3 separate regions of the Zea mays genome follow, and regions 2 and 3 are each linked to region 1. A link is a contact called in public Hi-C data. All regions are on one chromosome and are shown on one strand. The core of a region is the stretch at or near the end of the contact, and the rest is flanking DNA. Distances in the headings are between cores, read along the strand shown.

The links. A called contact is a pair of places that touch in the nucleus more often than the background predicts.
Region 2: a Hi-C map of bundle sheath shows a contact between it and region 1, with 3 times the contacts expected there. The contact joins the promoter of LOC103638882 here to the promoter of LOC103638885 in region 1. A contact is called at or near these places in 9 of 25 Hi-C or Micro-C datasets (bundle sheath, ear, endosperm and 4 more) and 1 of 3 datasets of contacts at active chromatin or transcription factors (seedling).
Region 3: a contact with region 1 is called in a Hi-C map of tassel, with 4 times the contacts expected there. The contact joins the promoter of LOC100281845 here to the promoter of LOC103638885 in region 1. A contact is called at or near these places in 4 of 25 Hi-C or Micro-C datasets (bundle sheath, ear, leaf mesophyll and 1 more).

What each region holds. Positions count from the first base shown.
Region 1 is chr9:115,960,467-115,965,330 of Zm-B73-REFERENCE-NAM-5.0, reverse strand. It overlaps LOC103638885 (probable transcription factor KAN4), which reads right to left and starts at 2,554. Exons shown (of 5, transcript XM_008661672.4): 1 at 2,036-2,554; 2 at 1,197-1,273; 3 at 801-1,009; 4 at 591-675; 5 at 1-134. The coding sequence starts at 2,159.
Region 2 is chr9:115,783,242-115,788,105 of Zm-B73-REFERENCE-NAM-5.0, reverse strand. It overlaps LOC103638882 (molybdenum cofactor sulfurase), which reads right to left and starts at 2,402. Exons shown (of 22, transcript XM_020544069.3): 1 at 1,862-2,402; 2 at 1,551-1,649; 3 at 1,389-1,447; 4 at 848-1,008; 5 at 180-355; 6 at 1-63. The coding sequence starts at 1,973.
Region 3 is chr9:116,106,180-116,111,043 of Zm-B73-REFERENCE-NAM-5.0, reverse strand. It overlaps LOC100281845 (SAUR25 - auxin-responsive SAUR family member), which reads left to right and starts at 2,359. Exons shown (of 1, transcript NM_001154765.2): 1 at 2,359-3,559. The coding sequence starts at 2,520. The coding sequence ends at 2,939.

The DNA.
Region 1 (4,864 bases), core at 1,305-3,804:
CTGATGGAGCTCGAGCCGTCGGCGTCGTCGCTGCTGCTCGCGTCCTCCCACAGCCCGATCGACAGCGTGAGGTCGCATCCCGTGTGCTGCTGCGTCTCGTGCTTCCTAGTGTGACTTGGCCTAATAATCACCCCCTGGAATAATACAAGCAGAGAAGATGGTCGTGTAAGTGTAACAATCAAGGCATCAACGTTAACACGCTAATCTAAACTACTATCATGACTTTGGAAGCATTCTATTCAGAGAGTCATTTTTCATCTACTAGCTATAGTTAGCTAGCTCATCAAGGGTCTGGACCATGCAATCATGCATGAGTAGGGCAGCATGGGAGTTTGGCAGCCTGCCACCGAATGACCAAAATGAAGCTTCTAGGGAATATGGTACATGCATGCGTTATTGTTTGAGTACATTTTATTTGTCTGCAGATGGATCATATAATTAAGAGCTAGTTTAGGAACTCTATTTTCTTATAAATTTCTATTTTTTTTAAAGAAAATGAATTAATTTCTCTTTAAAAATGAAAATCTCTTGCGAAAATAGGTTCCCAACTAGCCATATAACGGAAACCCGTGCGTATATACTACTATTACCTTCTCTGTTGTTAGCACGTCGGAGTTCCAAGCAACACGCCCTCTCTTTTGTTCCCAGCATCTGAACACTTGCTGTAGCGACGGTCTGCTAGTAAAAACAGTCGAGTTTAATTTCAAATCTGGCGAAATTTCCAGGAAATTTAGTTTCCTGTTCGATCATTTGAAGATTGGGAAGCGTGATTGATTTGTGCTAATAATTAACGCACTTACATTTGGTACGGTGATGAGTACTGGCCGCAACCACGGACCGTGGTGGTATAGATGTTCTTGTCTGAAGCTGGAGCGTTGCCTTCCTGTGACGCACAATCTTCACGCGTGAAGAACACGCGCTTGTTGTTGCTCGCTGCGGTTGATGTCGACTTCTGGAGGCTGGGCTGATGATGGGTACTGCTGCTGCTGGAGATGGAGGCTCTGTACATCTGATCATTTCATTGGAAAAAAAAAATTAACAAGGTTTGTTGTAATTTGTAAATAGCTAGAATTAATTAAAAAAAAGGTTAGCATGCGTATCCCATACAATAAGAAGCTGAAATGCATGCACATAATTAATGTATAGGCTTCTAATAATATACAAGCAAAATTGATTATACATCATAAAGTACGTACCTGAAGATGGCTCTTGATATGAGATATGCTAACTCCCTTCGCGCCCATCAGCTGAAGAATTCGCTTCGGAGTTGCTTCTGCATGACATTGGAAAACGAAAGGTTAACAACACACACAATAATACAACTGATTCTGAAGCATGATCTTTCTCCAAACTAATTTCTGACAAGATATGTGCGCATATATATATGTTGCTACCCCATAAACCATATGGTCATTGCCTTTTGTATGAAGAATAACCAGTGTAAATGATTTTGTGGGTATATATATTGCATGAATATCGTTGTATAACGTATGAAATAGTAATGAAATTAATAACTTTCTCATATATATAGCTTACTAATTCGAGTATGCAATTCGTATCTTTCGCGGTAATTCTATCAAAAGTATTTGGAACTGGCTGTAGAAACGTTTCAAACTTTCGTGAACAGGATTTATCTATCAGCAAAAAAAAAGCTATATGTAATCGCCTAAACTACACAGGATAAATCACCCGAGGATAATATATGTTCGTCATTCAAGCATGCGAAACACGTGTTTTCTTATTTATTTTTTTCCTTTGCCCGGTGGATTCCACCACCAACAAACTCTCTGCCTAATTAACAACCTAAACACTGAGGGGAATTAGATAATCAAAACCCTCAAAACTACAAGCGAACTGAATAAAGAAAAACAAGCTGCGCCCTTCGGTCACCTCCCGACAAATAAAGGTAGTAAAAGGAAGTAAGCAACCATGCATGGAGAGATCCAGATCAATGAAAGCATGCAGGGCTAGGGCATGTCTCACGCATGCAGTCGGATCGGAGAAGAAGGGAAGTATTAGAAGCGGGCCGACTCACCGTCCTGGCCACCGAGGCACTCGACGGCCTCGACGAACTGCCGGTGCAGCTCCTCCGTCCACCGCATCCTCGGCACCTCTGACCGGTTGTACTGCCGGACCCCTTTTCTCTCAAACCCTCTCATTCTCGCTGCCTAGCTAGCTCCTCTTGATCCAGTGGTTCGCAGCCTAGCTTCGCCTCTATCCTTAGCTTCTCAATTCTTTCAGGCTCTAGCTAGCTAGCTGCGCTCGTTATATATAAATATCTGTTGTTGAGAGTTTGGCCGAAGACGATGACGAACACCGGCCTTGCAGCATATATTTTAAGTACTTTTGCTTGCTGCCTACCGTGCAAACGGGATGACAGCAGCATATATAAGGCCGCCGGAACCCGGAATGTGTAAAGGAGAAGAAGAGAGAAAGCAGAACACTCGAAGGGATGGGAAAGGAAGGGAAAGAGAGAGAAGGCTGAGTTCTCTGACCTAGTCCAGTCAAACATGCTCACTCAGCTAGCTTCTCCAAGACTATCCACAGTAGTGTTCATTCTAGTGTTGTATGCAACCGATCGATGCGCTCAAGCCAGGTATCTGCCTGAAGATGGAACCGATACTGGTGAGCTAGTACCTGCGTGGAATTGACGTCGTCGACGCTGACACTGTGTGCTCGATCTCCACCAATTTTACAGCATCGGCGACGACGAAAGTATAGGTAACCCGTAGCCACAGGGTTCTGGCCGTCCATGCATGCATATGTTCAGGAGAGGGCAAGGCAACCAAAATGCAGCAAGTATAATTCAACCATGCATAGCTCTATTGGTTATATTGTCCAGGTCGTCTACCTAAAAAATCACGCTGGTGGCGAACGGTTCTCCTGTTTGACAAAAAGGGATCCGCGCGCGCTGATATTATTTTCCGGTGGTTAATTTCAGTTGTTTTCAACGCGTACATTTAATAGCTGTCCCCTTCATCTATGTGGTGTGGCTTAGCAGGTTTGACGAAAGAATTTCGAGAACAAAAATTGGCAGTGTGGAGCGAGTGTTGTCTCTATACGTACGATTAATTCGTCCGTATATATAGGATTTGAATTCAGAAGTACACATAAAGCAAGGCATATATATATAATAAAGATTCAGAAGGTCAATTCAACTCTGGGCCCTGGATTTATTTCCCCCAGGAAATGGGAAACGAATGTGATGTATGGGCGTAGCTAACACTCCTATACGTACACTTGCATGTATATATATGCAGCAAGTGGCTCGATCCGACTCCGACACTGTACGCTGCAATGTGAACAGCGTGTGTGAAAGCATGCGGGAATGGGCATAGAGGCGATCCCTTGGGGGCGGGAAAAGTCACTTCTTGTTAATTAGTGATATAGTTCAAATGGCCAACATATTTCTCACAATATATATGGAAAAGTGCAGTTTCATTTGTGTGTGTGGGGATTGAAGGTGGTGTAAATTAAATAGGCAGCTGCATACATAACACAGGCCACATGATAGCTAGCTAGCTGACACCGGAGGATTTGTTCGTACTAGCTAGCTATAGCTATGTTGATTTGTATGCGGGAAATTGGCATGTAGTTCGTTGTACTTTCAGTGATAGGTGACGTTCCCATAGACGACAAGGTGTCTCCAGTAACTTCGTCAATCTCGAGTTCTCGAGTATTTGCTAGCTCAATCTTCCAAGACAATCGTAAGGTCCTGTTTGGTTATTTCTACACCATATGGAATAGAGTCGGAAGAGATCGAAAAAATAGTTGAGATTTTGACTTGCTATGGGTTTAAATCCACGTAATCCTCTCTAATCCATATGGATTGTGATGAAAACTAACATTGCCCTAAGGGCATGTTCGGTTTACTCTCAAAGCTCAATCTATGTGAATTGGAGTGGATTGAGTGAGTTTAAATCCATAGCAAGTCAAAATTTCTTTTAATCCATCCTATCTCTGCTCAATCCACATGGATAGGAATAACCGAATAAGGCCTAAGGGTTAAGTTTATGTGCGTCTGCTGTGAGTGTATGTGTTGATCAATGTAATTAGCGAAAAAAAACACGCATATATGACTTGGCAAATCATGTTGCGTCATTTGAATGATTCAAAAGAGATGCCCAATAAGATCATCTCATAAAGACCATGTTTCCAAAATAATTATTCTTGATGATATGGATTGATAATTAATATAATGCGCGTTTGGAGGATCCGTGCACTAAATAAACCGCTGTGGAATTTCTGTGGCTGGTATCATATCGGAACCTTGCAAGATAGAATGCTTCTCAAGTCACGAGGTAGGAGTTTGCAGTTACCTATCAGCATTACACCAGTGTCGACGACATCACGAGAAAATGATAGAAGGACCAAGCATTCTGTACGTACGGGCAATGAATTGTAGACTTTGGAGGAGGCGAGAAAAAGTTGCGAGTATCCACATCCAATCCAAATTCATGGATGCATCCCGATCGGCTCACCTCAGCTCGTTGATATGATAGGGACCAGGACACGGTCTTTTGAAATTCTTTCCCCGCTGAGAGACATTTTTCCTAGATAGTAGCCGGACATTTTTTTTTAAAGAGAGGAAGAAATCATTTAGATAATAGCCGGACATTCTTTTTACAAAAACAAAGGAGAAATCATTTCTGCCTTTTTAGCTGGAGTGTGGGGTGTACGTAAATATGCGCATATACGTGTGTGTGTGTCAGGGGCGAATCTAGGGGTTTATCGGGGTCAGCCGACCCCGATAAATTTTATAAATCCTTTAGTAAAATATTGTTAAAGTTCATAAAATTTTATATAATATAGCAAAGCTGTTTTTGATGAACCCGATCATATTATCGGTTGGATTCGCTACTGG
Region 2 (4,864 bases), core at 1,153-3,652, 180 kb after region 1:
GGTTGAACTTATGCCCTGAGAAATTGCACTCTGAAGGGAATGCAAATAGATTTAAATTGTTTCCTACACCACAGAGAGAGAATAATGTGAATCACCCCGGAATGCAATAGCTATTCAATTAGACAAGAGAATAGATGTTGCAGCTGAAGGAACACATTATGTCTAAATAAGTTCCTAACCTGAAATAGCTGACAGGCTTCCATTCTGATAATTGTGCAAAAGCACATTGTCACCTCTTCTTTGGTTTGAGCGTTTTGAAACCTTAAATAAACTATCACTCTCATGATTCTTTGATGGATCAACAACCTCTTCAACATCAACTGCTGATACAGTAGCTCCTTTGCTCAGAGCATATCTATAAATATATTAAGGGTACACAAAATCTACAGTATTACACCAATGTGCATTCTGGCACTGTCAGCTTGAGTTTCTCAGCTTTTTAAATAGACTGCTAATGAAAGAACCCATTTTGATGAAAAATATATCAATTTGAGAGCTTTATAGAGAAGGGCAGGCCTAGTGCAGTGGTGACAGTTGTCTCACTGAGTCACCATATTGCGGGTTTGAAACAGCCTCTCCGCATTTGCCTTGGTTTATCCCTTTCTCAGACACCACTCATGTGGGAGCCTCCAGCACTGAGTCTGCCCTTTTGAGAGTTTTATAGAACCTACTGATAAAGGGGGGTAGAAAGGAAAAATAACTATTTTGCCATATTTCTGAGGGCGTCGGAGTATAAATATATATAGATCAAGCAATGATGATACATTGCATCATTGGAGCATGTACTTGCATAATGATATATACATTAACTAGTCAATAAGTAGAGTTGTAAACCATGGTAGGATACTCTCTTATCCCAAGAACACTATTATGATTTTCCATTGTGTACATATAGCAACTGTCTCTACTCCATGGAAAACATTCACCAACAAGTTTTAGGGCTGCTGTTGCCCCTGATGTAAATATACATTTGTAGTCCCTTGGAGATGCATTGAAGTATTTTAGGACCTGTGAGGATAAAGTTTGCATCATAAGCAAGAAAAGGCTGGTTGCAACTTCTCTCATGTGCATACAATTGTGTACAACGTTAGCACCATTTTACAGTTCTTTTGATCAGAGTGAAGCATGAAAACTATATCCATACTCCTTTTCAACTTCAATTATATGTAATTGAGTATTTCTAGTTTAGAACATATGCTGAAATAGACATGTAAATAGTTGTTGTGACTTGTTAGCATAATATCAGTAACGGATGCCAATCACTAGCATTGGCTTTCTTAAACGAACTGCTGCAGTGCTAGCTGATTTTCAAAAAGAAAAAAGAAGTTCCATAATGGAAAATACAAACATAAGAAATGATAGGTCCATTTTTTTATAATATGCAGTACCTGATGCCGCACAGAAGTAACAGCATCGATTGTAGCCATGCTTGAATCGTTCTGGCTATCTTAAGGCATGTCAAAGAACACAACCACAATAAATTTTAAAAGGAAATGCATATCAACGAAAGAACAATCTCTTGTGAACAGACCTCCCAAATTTAAGGATACGAGGATTCCCATAGACATTAGACATAAGGTCTCTAGCAACATCCGTCATCTGTGCCTCTGAGTACAGTGTCGCACCAGCATGGTCCAGGTAAACCATCCCTGCTCCTCAAAACAAACACATCTTTAGAAACTAGCAAAGTAGCAAGCTGCAAACTTCTATACATGTTAAGCTTAAAATTATCCTCTTAACGAAATACATTCTCAGTCACGTCGTCAAAATTGACATAACTCCTCTTAGCCACATCAACAAAGCTCAAACTTCCTAATAAAAGAAGGTCGCGGAATGAATTTAGGAGATCGCGAAATCACACCTTCCAGGCGCTTGAACTCGGCGGCCCGCAGCTCGTCGATGCCCCTAGGCGCGTCCGGGTAACCGTAGTCCCCACCGAACTGCTTCAAGAACTCCGCCTTGCTCTGGCCCATCTCTCTCTCTCTCCCGCAACTCCCCAAATGGCAATCAAGTTATCAAATATCAATCCGACCCAAACGGATAAGATTACGCTCCAAAAGAACTTGGAGAGGAGCAATTCTTATTGCTGTCCCTGGAATTAAGTGCTACCGAGAATGGAGGTGATCACCAAATCGGGTTCTGAATTGGTTGGGATCGTGTTTCAGTTTCTCCGCTCGTGCTGGACGATAACCATACGGCGTGGGGCAAGAAAGCCAGTAGCGTGGAATCTCTTGACGGCTAGGGACCAGCGGGCGGGAGGTAGAACTGTGGAAGGCTCGAAGAGAAGAAGATGCGTAAGAGCTCGCGCAAGCAACGCAATATTCCACACCACCTCCACGGTCAATGGAGCGGCCATAGGCCATAGGGCATAGGGGAGCTTCCGTTTTCTGCAAGCGTCAGCGATGACGTGGGGAGGAGACCGAATACACTCTTGCCCCACCGCTTCTGTCTGCATGGGCCGGTCTGGGCCAAACTCGTGGCAGGTGGCCATGTAGGCCCCCAGACCTAAGCATGGCACGTAGATACGTTGTGCTATGGCCCAAGTAAAGGGGTGTTTAAAATTGCTCCAATTCTAGCTCCAATACAAAACTATAGTTTATAATTTTTTTGATAAAAGAATATTTTATTAATAACTTTAAGCACGTTACATCTAGAGATAAAGCCTTTAAAATTTCTTTCGGTCTCTACTTAAAAAGCACACAACTTTGAAACAAATAAACTTGATAACTCACATACTCTAATAATAATCAATCTGAAGACTAGACCGCCACATATGTATCCGTGGGAAAGTCATTTGTCAGACGCATCAAGTATTGTGTAGCCTCCACAACCATAGGTCGCAACTCCGCATTCTGGAAAATAGCCCATATTCGAGGCCAATGAGCAATGATATGGATAACCTGCGAGGGAGAAGAATTAGTTTCCTTTTCAAAGACAATATCATTCATGTGTAACCAAAGAGACCAACATGTTGTAGCACCACCAAGTAAGATTATCTTTCTAATATTTCTATCAAAGTCACTAAGCCAGGTACCAAACAAATTGGAGACATTAAACGGTTTAGATATCGTGAAGGGCATGTGAATTAAAGCCCATGTCATATGAGCAAACCAACAATAAAAAATAAGTGTTGAATTATCTCTTCTTCATTACAAAAGCAACATATTTTGTTTCCTTGCCAGTTGCGGCTTGCTAAATTATCATTTGTTAGTATCACTCCCCTCCTAAGATACTACAAAAAGATTTTGATCTTAAGTGGGGCTTTTATATTCCACATGCTTTTATTTAAATTTGGTACCTCACGCCTAATCAATGCTTGATAATGTGACTTTGCATAGAATTGTCCTCACGGGGACAATGTCCAAGTAGAAGGCGTCCACATCTCATGTTAGGTGAATGTTAGTGATGCGTGAAAGTAATTCATTCCATGCCACCAATCTAGACCCAAACAAAGTTCGTCTCCAAAAGATGTTAGCTTATGTTGTCGGCAATGGTTACGTGCTTCTTTCTAGTTATACTATATAACACAGAGTATTGGTCTTTTAGAGCATTTGTTCCAAACCATGTATCTTCCTAGAACATCACATGCGATCCATTATTAGTCTTGAAGGTTCCAAAGCGAAAAAAGTATTGCTTCATCTTCATCAAACAAAAAAATGTGAGTCTTCTAATTTCCATGCCGCTTGGGCAAGTGGTTTCGAGCCCAAATATTTATTTTTTAAAATTGGTGTCAAGTTCCCTCTTATGTTAATAATCTAAATAACCATTTACTCAGTAAGGCTATGTTAATATTCAAATCATGGATCCGAAGGCCTCCTTGATTCTTAGGTTGGCATAGGATACTCGATCTCACAAGGCAATATTTTCTTTTATTCTTGTCACCTTGCTAGTAGAAACGAGAGCTAAAATAATATAGTTTTCTAAGAACGCCTATGGGAACCGCAAGAAAAAGACATCATATACATTGGAAGGCTTATGAGAATTGAATTAATCAATGTCAATCTTGAAAGGGAAATAGGCCTAAAAAGCATTCCCACACTTGTTTTGGTAATTGACGTCCATCACAACAAATTGAGCTAACTAGTTTGCTAAGATATAAAATCAGGTACTCAAGAAATATTTCAAGGAAGATTATCTCAAAACCAGTATGTCGCGGACCATTCAGACCCTTGCCCCGGACCATCCGGAGTACCAAAGATCAGATCGGACAAGAACTATGTAAAATCTAACATATGAACTATGAACAGTTCAAAAAAAGAGAGATACTACAAAAAGATTTTGATCTTAAGTGGGGCTTTTATATTCCACATGCTTTTATTTAAATTTGGTACCTCACGCCTAATCAATGCTTGATAATGTGACTTTGCATAGAATTGTCCTCACGGGGACAATGTCCAAGTAGAAGGCGTCCACATCTCATGTTAGGTGAATGTTAGTGATGCGTGAAAGTAATTCATTCCATGCCACCAATCTAGACCCAAACAAAGTTCGTCTCCAAAAGATGTTAGCTTATGTTGTCGGCAATGGTTACGTGCTTCTTTCTAGTTATACTATATAACACAGAGTATTGGTCTTTTAGAGCATTTGTTCCAAACCATGTATCTTCCTAGAACATCACATGCGATCCATTATTAGTCTTGAAGGTTCCAAAGCGAAAAAAGTATTGCTTCATCTTCATCAAACAAAAAAATGTGAGTCTTCTAATTTCCATGCCGCTTGGGCAAGTGGTTTCGAGCCCAAATATTTATTTTTTAAAATTGGTGTCAAGTTCCCTCTTATGTTAATAATCTAAATAACCATTTACTCAGTAAGGCTATGTTAATATTCAAATCATGGATCCGAAGGCCTCCTTGATTCTTAGGTT
Region 3 (4,864 bases), core at 1,110-3,609, 150 kb before region 1:
TAACTTCCTAGAGGCTACAGAAAGCCGTAGGAAGTTAGACATCTAACTTCCTAGAGGCTACAGTCAGCCGTAGGAAGTTAGACAGCTAACTTCCTAGGGGCTACAGTCAGCCGTAGGAAGTTAGCCAGCTAACTTCCTAGAGGCTACAGTAAGCCGTAGGAAGTTACTCGTAGGAAGTTAGCCAGCTGACGGCGCTGACGCCGTGAAACTACTAACTTCCGAGAATCTACTAACTTCCGAGAGACTTAGCAGGCCGTAGGAAGTTAACTAACTTCCTAGAGCCCTCTAGGAAGTTAAGCTAACTTCCGACAAAAAATTTTCGAGAGCCAAACTTCCGACGGGATGACTTAACTTCCGAGAGTTTCGCTAACTTCCTAGAGTTTAGGCCTAACTTCCTAGGGTTTAGGCTCTAGGAAGTTTACTATTTTGGTGTAGTGTAGTGTATGATGAAGCTTGCCTTCTATATATGCACTCTCTTGTTGATGTAGTTTAATACTTCATTCTTTCTTATAAAGGCCTAGGTAAAATTGATGATGAAGACATTACGGTTAAAATATATACGTTCGAAACCAGTATAACACGTGTTCATACTTGTTGACTTGATTTATTTTTCTGTTGTAACAAAGGGGTATTTATATCCAGGATAGACATTTGTGCAATTGTGCTCTTCCGCGAAGTTTCAAATTGACAAACATATATGCACGGCTTCCGGTTATCTGTTATTTTTGTGTAAAGCGTAAAGAGTTGGCTCCGGTACAACGCTAGGACATGTACTCTGTTTACGTATCATCATCACATTTTTGAAAACCTGGTCGTGTCAAACGCTAACTTATAAAACCAACCGGCTAACGCAGTGTAGGGACGGACGCGCGCTATTTTCTCCGGACTCCTGGCTCGTGAGTAGAGATGGCAATGGGTACAAACCCGCTGGGTTTTGCCATCCCAAACCCATACCCGTGAAAAATATCTATGCCCATTAAAAAACCCGTACCCATGACGGGTTTGAGATTTTGCCCAAACCCGTACCCATCGGGTTAGCGGGTACCCATGGGTTACCCGCGGGTTTCATCTCAATATACTTGTTCTTCTCATAATCAATAAGTATCGTAATGATTAATGAGATCATGATCCAAATTTTATGTAATGAACAACGAGTTCATGATTTGGTATAAAAATTATTAGTAGAGAGAATGAAATACAAATAATAAGTTGTATAATTAAGTGACCTTGCACTAAGTTATCCATCCATCACATATATAACACTAGTAAAAACTATAATAGCAAGCAAGCAACACTCTCACCGACTACTAATACATTCACCAGTTGATAAAGTTAGGAAGTAAATAAGGAATAACAAGTGTGTTGTTCATTTATAAAATAAAATGACAATATGCACTAGGTTTGGTCGGGTTTAAAAAACCCACGGGTTCACGGGTTTGGGTACTATAGGAACAAACCCGTACCCATAAACCCGTCGGGTATAGATTTATGCCCATTAACAAACCCGTGGGTATGAAATTTGACCCAAACCCATACCCTAATGGGGTAAAAACCCATCGGGTTTCGGGTTTCGGGTACCCATTGCCATCTCTACTCGTGAGAGAGAGAGAGAAATACTCCTCACACTCACACAAAAATAACTGACGTTGCTATCCTCTCTCCTCCATGTGCCAGATCAGTGTGCGGGCCCCGCGACGGCGACTCCCCGCATTCCAATCTGGCAACCCAAGCCCTCGTCCTCTAGTCTGGCGCTCGCTGGGGCGCGCGGACGGCACGGAACCGTACGAGCGGACTACGGAAGGAAGCGGCCGGGCCGGGCACCGGTCGCGGTCGGCCCCAGCCGACGGGCCACCCAACCGATCGATCGGCTTTGCTGCGATGCTCCCGTCCATCCCGTGGTGTACCTGCCGGGTACTCTCCTACAGTACCCGCAGTCCCGCACTCGTACATCTCGGGAACTGGATTTTGAATTCTGTTACGATCTCTTCGTTATAGAGGAATTGGGTCTACCCCTTTTTTTAACGAATCGCGCCATTTTTTATCTTCTTACTAATGTTTTCCCCAATATTAGTTACGTTTCACGACAAGTGCACTCTTATGTACGAGTAATAATTCGCGTGTTTTAAAGCAATACTGTACGATGAAGTGTTCCGGGAGCCTAGAAGTATTTTTTAGTTGGTAGGGTAGTATGAAGTGCCCACAAAGCCAGCGCACCCTGAGGAAAGGATTTGCAACTGGCAAATGGAGATTAAAAAAATAATCATAGAAAGAAAAAGACCTTGGCAAAGCAAACTTCCGCCTGCTCCTCCCCCGTCCGTTATATAAAGGAGACAACGAGGAGCCACATGGCCAGCCGGTACAACTACAAACGCACTGTGGTCTGTGGGCTGTTGCTGCCTCCAGCCTCCCCCTCATCAGCTGCTCCAAGCACCGCATCCTCACCTCCGGCCGACACCGCCGTCGCAAGGTCCCGCAGCAGGGCTCTCTCTCCGCCCACGGCCCACCGCTCCGTCTCCAGCATGAAGCGCCTGCTCCGGCGCCTCTCCCGCGTGGCCGCGGCCGACGCCTGCGCCGCCGCCGCCGCGTACGAGCCTCTCCGGCCGGACGCCGCGGCGCCCGGGAAGGCGGCCGCGCTCGCGGCCGGCGCGCGGCGGCTGGGCGGCGGCGCGCGCGTGCCGGAGGGCCACGTGCCCGTGTGCGTCGGCGAGGAGGGCGGCCCCGTGGAGCGCTACGCCGTGCGCGCCGAGCTCCTCGGCCGCCCGGCCTTCGCCGCGCTGCTCCGGCGCGCCGCGCAGGAGTACGGGTACGGACACCCCGGCGCGCTCCGCATCCCCTGCCCCGTCGCCGACTTCCGCGACCTCCTCCTCCAGCTCTCCTCCGCCTGCGCCGCCGCGGACCACCCCGACGACGACGCTGCGGCGCTCTGCTACTACTCCTAGGCTCCGGGTTCGGCTACGGCATCCCCTGCCCGCCCGCTCGCTCCGACGCCGCCGCCACCGCTCCTCCCCCCGTCCCGCCCCCTCCAGTGCGGCGGAAAGGAAAAAAAAAAGAAACATTCGCCGCATTTGCCGCGGAGGGCGTAATTGAGATTTGTCCTTGCCCCCTCGGTGAAAACTAAAAAACGGCAGCGCCAAGCGCCGCTCGTCTTCTTACTGAATTACCCCCCTGCGTGGGACGTACGACTGTGTGTGCCTGTACATACGGGAGGGTTGACTGTGGTGGCTGGTGGATCCTAGGATGGGTGGGGGTACAAAGGGGATTTTCTCCTGCAGCTCAACCGTTTTAGTGCCTGCTGTCTGGTGGGAATTTTTTCTTCCTTCTTTGTTGTTGCTCCTGCCGTGATTTTGGGTCTTCGTCTAGATCTAGCTCTCCGCAGTCTTGCTCTAGCTCTAGTGGTGGTTGTATTGAAGTAGTACTAGCTAGTTGTGACTGCTCAGCAGTGAGCACTACCTGCCTTCTGTTTCCCTCTTAGGGCTTTTGAGATCTTAACAATACTCCAATGCCGCAAGGCTAGTGATCTCGTGACTGAGACCGAGGAAAAAAATGCCAAAAGTTCTCTTACCCGTGTGTCCCAATGCGGTGCGATGTGCCGAGTTCAGTTTATCTCCGTAATTTTATTTCTGTACTCTCTTCGTGCGCTGCGGTTTTCGATGGGGGTCGCTCCCCATGCCGTCAATTAGCGCGCCAGGGCCACAGGATAGGATCTTCTGGAGTGGCTGGGCTTGCGGAGGCATCAGATGCTGGTGAACGCCAGCGCCGAGCAGCGGAAAGCAGAGGCTGTGCGGGCACCGAAATGGCATCTGCGCGCTGTGCGTGTACAGCAGCGAGCGCCGCCCGGGCAATGCAGTTCGCGCGACGGAACCGACGGCCTCGCCGCGTCCGCCGGCGCTGGCGGCTCTGGGAGCTCTGACGGGCTGGAGGCGTCCGGCTCCTCACGAACGGCCGCCACCGGTTCGGCCGCCTGCATTGTGGGAGTGGACGGATTCAGAGCTCGCGTGCGTCGTGCTTTTAACTAATATATTTTTAGTGCCTTTCGTACTGGCCTAGTTTCAAAGAACGCGCGTTGGAGGAAGGTGTATCTGTCGCGTGGGAGCTGTTAAGAGATAAATCGCACACTGGAAAGTCCTCCAACTTGTCAAGTTGTAAACACTTGCACCTTGGGACTTTGACTCCCGAGCTTGCGGGTCCTCCAGCCTTCTCGACCTGACTGCCGCTATCTGTTTAGACCCGGCCGGCCTCTTGGAATGTGCAAAATTTCCATGTTCTCGCTGATCTCTCTCTCTCTCTCTCTCTCTTTTTAAAACGATTTGATTCCTGTGGGATCCTCAAAAGGACCTGCGAGATCGAAGCCGGGAAGAGCTACGACTTGACGAGCCGATGGACTTCGCTGCGCAATTGTTGTCTCAACACTCTCCATCTTAACGTGGATGTTGTACCAGCACAGCACGCAGCGAGTGCGATGAGTTGACAATTTCACTCGCCTTCCGGGTTCCAGCTATAAGCGCCGGACGCGGACATTCGCTTGGCTTTAATCCACAAATGTTTTTATCTCTTTATATTGCAGTGGCAGCAGTCTAATCCACAAATGTTTTTATCTCTTTATATTGCAGGTGTATCAGTCTAAATAGCCAGCTCTAATCCGAAGCGCGAATTACTGACTGAAAACGATCACAATGAAGTGCGAATTCCTCTCTAGGAATATACTCTCCAGCCGAAACCAGCACTGATTTTTTGTTTTGGGGGTGGCTCTAAAATACTGTCTGTCCCTCGCCCGTCGAGTTTCGCTATCAGGTCTTTTCTCCTTTGCTCCAATGGCCACGCCAAAAAGGAAGAAACGAATAGGGGAGAAAAAAAAGGAGAGGAG